Linked DNA regions of Sus scrofa: region 2 is linked to region 1. A link is a contact called in public Hi-C data. All regions are on one chromosome and are shown on one strand. Each heading gives the region's core, a stretch centred on a gene start, on an enhancer-like site or on the middle of the called end of the contact. The rest is flanking DNA. Distances are from core to core; before and after follow the strand shown.

Region 1 (3,778 bases), core at 423-2,922:
AAGGTGCTCCCTCGCTGAGCTAGGTGGGAACGCCAAAAAGGCACCCACTGTGCAAAACAGCCATGACAGAGTAGGGCTTACAGGCAAAACTGTCCGTTCAACTAACATTTGCTGGAGATGCAACCCTAGGTGCTAAACATCGTGCCAGGAATGAGAGAGAGAGAGATGAAAACTACCACCCTGCCCTCAAGAGGACGGTACTCTAGACCAGAAAATTAACACGTATTTCACAGGTAAAATCCTAAACCCCCAGGTATTTACTTGCCCTGGACTAAAACGCAGAGTGGAGACTCAGAGGGCAGAAGATGGAGTCCCTTGTCCTCAGACTGGCATGGTCAAAGACTTCAAAGACAGGGTGGCGGTGGGGAGAGGGAGGATACTGCCCAATGAGACTCAGCGGTAACAAACCTGATGAGCATCCATGAGGACCCGGGTTCAATCCCTGGCCTCGCTCAGTGGGTTAAGGATCTGGTGTTGCCGTGCGCTGTGGTGTAGTTCACAGCCAAGGCTCAGTCCCCACATGGCTGTGGTAGTGGCTGTGGCTGGCAGCTGTAGCTCCAATTCAATCCCTAGCCTGGGAACCTCCATATGCTGCATGTGCAGCCCTAAAAAAAAAAAAAAAAAAGGATGGGGCGGGGAGGGACGTCCCATCTGCTTGCCTCATTACTTTAGGAAGTTAATACCAACCTCAGCATGTCTTTCCTGCCAGACTTTGTCCTCATGTTTGCAAGAATGGAATCGCTAAGGACAGGGTCTTAGCTCAGGCTGACAATTACCATAGATAGGAAGCTTAAACAACAAACATTTGTTTCTCACAGTTCTGGGGGCTGGGAAGTATAAGGTCAAGGTGCTCTCAGCTTCAGTGTCTGGCGAGGGTGCACTTTTCCATTCCCGGATGGCCGTCTTCTCACTGTGTCTTCACACGGAAGAACGGATGGAGTTCCCGTCGTGGCGCAGCAGAAACGAATCCAACCAGGAACCACATGGAAGAAAGGGACCAGAGAGCCCCCCACCCCACCCCCGGGGCCTCTTTTATAAGGGTACTATCATACATATGAGGACTCCACCCCAGGACCTATCACACCTAAAGACCTACCTCTAATGCTACCCCGCTGTGGGGTAGGATTCCAATTATATACATTTCAGAGGACACATGCATTCAATCCATAACAGATGGGTCCCAGGTCACTGGGGCAGGAAACCATTGACCAAGGCAATTTGTAGCTGATGAGGGCCGACTGAAGTTCCACCAGAGATAGGCGCAGCTAGCAGAGGATGAGCTAGGTGACAGGCTGGAGCCTAGAAGGTGGAGATACACAGTGACGTGAATTACAGAGACAAGAAAAGAAAGACGGCTCTAAGACGTGACCTCAGCTGTGGAGATCCAAGAGTCCTAGAGCTAGGGGACAGGCAGAGGTCACAGAGTCACCCTCACCTCGATGCACTGTCGCCGCGAATCATCAGTCACCAGCCTATAATAAAACAGAGGAGAGTTTAATGCAAGTTGGAGACGGACTCTGAGATGGCTCTGAGGAATTGCTCCAGAGAAGCATGGTTTTCAGCAGTTTTATATCTTATCAGAGCAAAGAACATCAAACACGACAGGGGTACATGCCCTCAGGATTTCCAACAAAGACAGATTAGCACATCCACAGTGAGTCAGTCTGGCCTCAGCGCCTGGGGAGGGAGCCTTATCATCAAAGAGGTCCTGGCACTGACGTCCCAGGAAGGGAGGCATTTATCTCTATCTTCAAAACGGACATTCTTTACTTCTGGACACGGCACCCTTGTCTTGTATGGTTAGAGCCGACGTCCAGTGGATGTGTGATGGGCCACAGACAGGCTGTCCCAATCAGCATGAAGTTCAAGCCAGATCCTGTGACAGCCAGACTGACTGCCCCGTCCCTCCTATGTGAAAGTTTCCTCCATCAGCCATCAGCAACCATCTGACCGGGGGAATAAAAATGTCCAGTTTTGAGGGCTCACCAGACAATTTGGGGGTCTAAGAGGATTACTCCAGAGCGAAGCCAGCCCTGGCAGAGCCTGAGCCGACGGAGCTTGGCAACTACGACTGAGTCAGTCACAGGCAAAGGTTCAAGGGCAAGAGCTTGAACTTGCCTCCTGGTTCTCAGAAACCTTGAGCCCCTGCTGCTTCTCTGTCAAAGGGAAGCAAAGGACGGAGTCACAGAAACTATCTGGGGGAGGGGGGAGGAGACACTTAAAAATAAAAAAGGGGGTCATAACCCCCAGGTGAGTGTCAGTTTCTTAGACACAGCAGCCCTAAGACGTCAACAAGGACACCCAGGCGTGGCTGCAGGAAGGGCCAGAAGCAAAGGGAGGCTGCAAAGCCTGCTCCGGCTTTGGATTCTACAAGAGAGTCTGTATACAGCTTCTGGGCCAAATATAACAGACCTTGGTCATGCTTGCATTGGTGTCTGTACCCTACGGGGCTGACACAGCCACAGCCCTGTCATGTCCTCGACTCCCCATAGCCACAACGCCAGGTCACGGCCAGGCTTCGGCAGTTCTGGGGAGGGAGGGGAGGGCAGGAGGTGGCAGACCTTGGCAGGGCAGTGCAGATGGGATAATCAGATCAGGTCGCCCCGCTCAAGACTCTGCCTTTGCCCACAGGAGAGCCACAGGGTCGCCTGGTGAATGGAACCCACGCTCACTCCGCTTTCCAATATTTTAAGAATATTACATTGGAGCACATTTTCAATGACGATGCATAGTTGGGCTTTTCCCCACAGGGGCATTTCTGCTCCTCGCATCTGCATCTGCTCTAAACATCAGATGCAACATACGATCCCAAGACCACTGGAAATTAAAAAAGAGGACAGAGTGAGACATGGTTAGCGAAAGACCATTTCCTATTTTTTTCAAACCCATAGAACAGAGTGGTTTACTTTTGCTTTTTAATATAGTGTGTTTTTTCTGTAAGACTGAAAGTTTCTGTCAGCTGATGCTCCCAGGTGGGGTTGGTGCGTGGAGAGATAATTTAAACACTAAACAACATAAATCTAGACGTTCTCGTTCTTCCTCTGCAAAACGTCATCTATGGACCCAAACAAGACATCCCACTAGTCTTTTTTTTTAATGGCCGCACCCACAACATATGGAAGTTCCTAGGCCAGGGACTGAATCTGAGCCACAGCTGCAAACTACACTGCAGCTGCAGCAAGGCCAGGTCCTTTAACCCATGGTGCCAGGCGGGGGATGGAACCTGCACCTCCCCAGCGACCCAAGCCACTGCAGTCAGATTCTTAACCCACTGTGCCACAGTGGGAGCTCCCATCCCACTAGTCTTAAGTGTTTTCTGTCCCATAAACTTATGCTCAATGCCGCCCACCAGGATGTGGGAACCCAGGATGGAGGGAGGGGCAGATGGTGAGGGGCTGCCCCCAGTTTGCTCTCCCCCTCTAGTCATATCTCTTCAAGGCTTTTCTGCAGGGCAGCTGCCGCCTTGCCCCTGGGCCTTATAGGGTCACCCCCTCAGATTTATCAGAGGAACATTTGCATTCTCCTTCTGTATTTTGTATCTGGGTGCTGGGCAAGAAAGCCTGTTGGGGAACAACCAGCCCCCAAACAGAGCTGGGAAGATCATCTACTGCAACAAGCCATCTGCAGGCTCTGCTGGGCTCAGTCACTTCTTTCTTTTTCTTGTTTTTGTCTTTTTGCCTTTTTTTCTAGGGCTGCACCCTTGGCATATGGAGGTTCCCAGGCTAGGGGTCAAATTGGAGCTGTAGCTGCTGGCATTGCCATGAGCTGTGGTGTAGGT
Region 2 (3,778 bases), core at 711-3,210, 330 kb after region 1:
CAGCTGTAGAAGGCTGGTCTAACTCCTGTAAAACCAGGGTTCAGGCTCTGCCCCATCCGTGGGCAGGATCAGATGCAGGGAGCCTCATGGTCCCCCAGTAAATGACCCCAGAGACACTGGCAAGCCCCATCCTCATCAGGCAAGTGCCTCGAATCTAAGTGGCTTGGAAGTGCCCTGTCAGGAGAGCTTTACCCTGCTGTCTCAGGCAGCAGGGATCCCCATCAGGAGAGTTGTCACACCCAGCACATGAGGGCCCCGTCACCCCAGCTCTGGCTGCAAGTAGCATATGCTCTCTGATGATGCCTTGCCTGCCAGCCCGCTCACCGCAGGGCATCAGCTGCTTAGTCAACATCTGGGCCACTTCCAAGGTCTCACATCCGAGGCCCTGGGAAGCCCAGAGCCACAAGGCTTTGCCTTTAAACTTAGCGCCCTCCCCAGGGCTCAGGGCCAGCTATAATCCAGTTCTCTTCCAAAAGAATCCAAATCGCATCTCTCTCTACTGCCAGCAATAAATAATTAGTGTGCTCCCACCAGAATGGCATCTGGAATAGCGGTTTCCTCTGTGGCCACTAAGAATAATCAGGACATGCCTTTGAAAATAGAAAAGCCAACCATTGTCCCCAGGATAAGATATCTCTGAGTTTGATCCTGGAAAGAAGGTACCAGAATCTGGATTCTTGGTAGTCAAAGAATGAACTCCACGAACACACAGGCAGCAAGCAAACAGAGTCTTTATTAAAGAAAAGCAAATAGTTGGGAGTTCCCGTCGTGGTGCAGTGGTTAACGAATCGATTAGGAACCATGAGGTTGCGGGTTCGATCCCTGGCCTTGCCCGGTGGGTCAAGGATCCGGCTTGCATGAGCTGTGGTGTGAGCAGACGCGGCTCGGATCTTGTGTTGCTGTGGCTCTGACATAGGCCGGGGGCTACAGCTCTGATTCGACCCCTAGCCTGGGAACCTCCATATGCCGTAGGAGCGGCCCAAGATATGGCAGAAAGACAGAAAGAAAGAAAAAAAAGAAAAGAAAGAAAAGCAAATAGCTCCCAGGACGGGGGGTGGGGGGTGGGGGGGAAGAGCCCCGCTTTCCTATTGTCCTTTAGGGATTTTTATCTCTAAAGATGGGGGGGTGGTACCAACATGGGGTCCCCTTGGCCTTGCTCAATTACCTGTATCAGTCCTTGTCCAAGATGGGTTTTAGGGTTGGAAAAGTCCCCTGTACGTTTTATGGTTTCTTTGTCCTTTTCTTGGATTAAGTCACCATTCCTCTCATTCCTTTTTTATCAGTGGAGGAGTGGGCTAGAGATTCGCATTTCCTACAGTAAACAAAGTCTGTGGGGAGTTTGCATTTCCTATAAGAAGACAAGGCCTGCGGAGGGGTTACTGCCTAGAGCCCTTCAGCCACAAAGGTTAATCAAAATCCACATCAAAGGACTACATCGGAGCCCCTGCTCCTCCACTAACAACCTGAATTAATATTCTGCCTCAAGGTCAGGGCCTTCAGTCGACAGGCAGAACCCTGAGCTGGATCTGAGCCTGGTGATGCCAAGTAGAATTCTTCTCAAAAGCAAGCCTCCGGCCCCCTCCAGCCCCCGTCCAGCACTAACTCCATGTCAGGCTGTTGTCTGTTCTCGCAGCCAGTGAGATCCTGCTGGGTTTGGGGGCGAGCCTCCTGCCGTGCTGCTCCCATTACCGCTTAGGCTCCAGCCCGCTGGGACCAGGCTGCCTGGGGAAGTGTCCTGAGCCAGCAGTGACGGCTGTAACCTTTAGAGGTGGTGGCAGAGAGATTGTTTATCAACCCTCTCTTTTGAGTACAAGACTTCCCTGGCAGGGCCATTGCCCTGTCCTTGGCCCCAAGGTCTGTAACTTCAAATATTCAAAAACACTCTCCGAGGGGGCGGATGGAGCTCTCTGTTCCTGCTGCTGAGCCAGGGCCGGCAGCCCCGCCCGGGAAGCTGTGGGAAAACCATTGTGGCAGCCGGAGTCCCTGCTCCCAGGCCAGTGATTTTCCTCCCAGCGAGCACTCCACGCAGGGGTGCAACCCTGCCAGCACCCCACCCCCCCACCCCAGGCGAGGGAGGGCTTTCTGTTTCTGTCTGGGAGGCAGTGGGTGTGAAGCAGGCGGCCCAGGTACATCAGGCAATCCAGAAGCTTCTCAGCGCCTACCCCAGTCACGCAGCACACGCCGCCTGAGTGCCTCCAGCGATGAATCAGATTAATCATCTCCTCCGCCACCCAGCCGCCTGTGGGAGGGGTGCGGGGAGGGCCCTGAGCTGGTCTCCTTGACCTCCCCCTGCCTGGACATGGGCAGCCCCCCCAGGCTGGGCTGGGCTGGCAGTCACCTGTCCATTTCTTAAGAGCTGCAGAAACCAGTGTCGCGGCCTCCCTCGGCCAAGCCCTCCGAGGCTCCCGCTGTTCAGTTTGGGCAGGAAGAGGTAGGCAGGTTCTCCTTAGGGCTCCGGTCTAGGGCACAGTGGCTCGGGCTCCTGGTGGGTCTCTGCTTTAAGGCCCGAGCTGTTGGAACACATGTCACTCCTGTGACCCACAGTATTGACCGTGAGATCCAGAAATTGGTTTGTATCTGTTATCCCTAAACAACAAATGTTTCATAAAATCATATTCTTAGTAAGTGCAGCACACTGATATTTTCCGTTCTATTTATTTATTTTTTTTAAATACTGTGATTCACTAAAGCGATTTTACAGCTTACCACTAGATTGCTTCTAGTGTTTGGAAAACACTCCTCAGATTCCAGATCTCCAGGGATTCTGGCCCATTGAGAACCCGGTGTGCCTGTGGGCAGCGTGGCTGGACTCCCTAGAAAGCAGTGCAGACCTTGGAGGTGGGCCTGGCTGTCAGCAGGACGGAGAGACAGCCCTGTCCCTCTGTCTTCTGTCCCCTGTCCTTCCTCCCTCCCACAAAGGCTGCAAGAAACTCTAGGATGAGGACATGTTTGAACAGGGAGAAGTGAGAGTGTTGCTGGGGTGATGGGGACAGACCCATGCGAGAGTCTGGCCACCCCCAGTGACATCTGTCATTGTCCTCTTTCCTTTGCTTCCTGCCCTTTGTCACTGTGAGCAAACATTACGCTTCCACTAGCCCAGCCTGTTTAGCAAACACCTGGCCCTGCAGGGCGGACCAGCTATGTCAGGGCCCCATCAGCCTGAAGCCAGGGCCCAGCTGGAAGAGAACAGAGCCGGGGAGAGCCTTGTGGCTGGTTCCCCCTGGCACCACGGGGACCTAGAGGCTGGCATGGTCCATGACCATTTGTCATGGTCACAGGAGTGCCCCTCCATGGGTAATGGGACAGGACCCTTTGTAGCCAAAGGCTGGGCTGGGTCAGGATTACTGGAAGCAGCAGCATTGGTTGGGAGGGGACAGACGTTTTCCCTTCATAAGGTTCTGAGGAGCTAATTGATGCGACTTCATATCCCGGCTCCCCTGCTTACGTCTGTGACTCAGGAAGCCGCCCAGCCTCAGTTTCCTTGTCTGGAAAATGGGATGATGATATCTACCTAAGAGGATTGTCGCCGTGTGTGAACTGAGGTTTTTAGCAGAGACCCCAGTGTATGACTCCAGGCTCCATAAATGTTACTTGTCATCCTTCTCATCGCCCCATGGGCAGGGTAGCCCGTCTGTGATGCGGCGTCTGAGGTGGTCCGTCCATCAGCAGCTGTTGAGTGAATGTTTGCTGGGGGCACAGCACGGTGCTCACCGTAAACCCTGGCCAGAAACGCAGTTGAGGTCGGCCAGACAGGAAAGTGCCCTCTGCAGGGGCCCTG

Evidence for each region. Hi-C and Micro-C count contacts between places; a contact is called where the count stands out from the background.
Region 2: a contact with region 1 is called in a Hi-C map of liver, with 2.3 times the contacts expected there. The contact joins two enhancer-like sites. A contact is called at or near these places in 13 of 47 Hi-C or Micro-C datasets (alveolar macrophages, embryonic fibroblasts, epiblast stem cells and 7 more).

What each region holds. Positions count from the first base shown.
Region 1 is chr9:121,461,924-121,465,701 of Sscrofa11.1, forward strand. No RefSeq gene overlaps it. Among named protein-coding and RNA genes, the nearest start is that of TOR1AIP2, 25 kb to the right of the region's middle. Within about 2 kb of position 1,673, at least 6 of the 83 cell types and tissues checked have an H3K27ac peak or open chromatin away from gene starts, as enhancers often do. A contact at or near this core is called in liver, where this site is marked.
Region 2 is chr9:121,789,836-121,793,613 of Sscrofa11.1, forward strand. The region is part of intron 3 of QSOX1 (sulfhydryl oxidase 1); the gene reads left to right. Among named protein-coding and RNA genes, the nearest start is that of QSOX1, 13 kb to the left of the region's middle. Within about 2 kb of position 1,961, at least 20 of the 83 cell types and tissues checked have an H3K27ac peak or open chromatin away from gene starts, as enhancers often do. A contact at or near this core is called in liver, where this site is marked.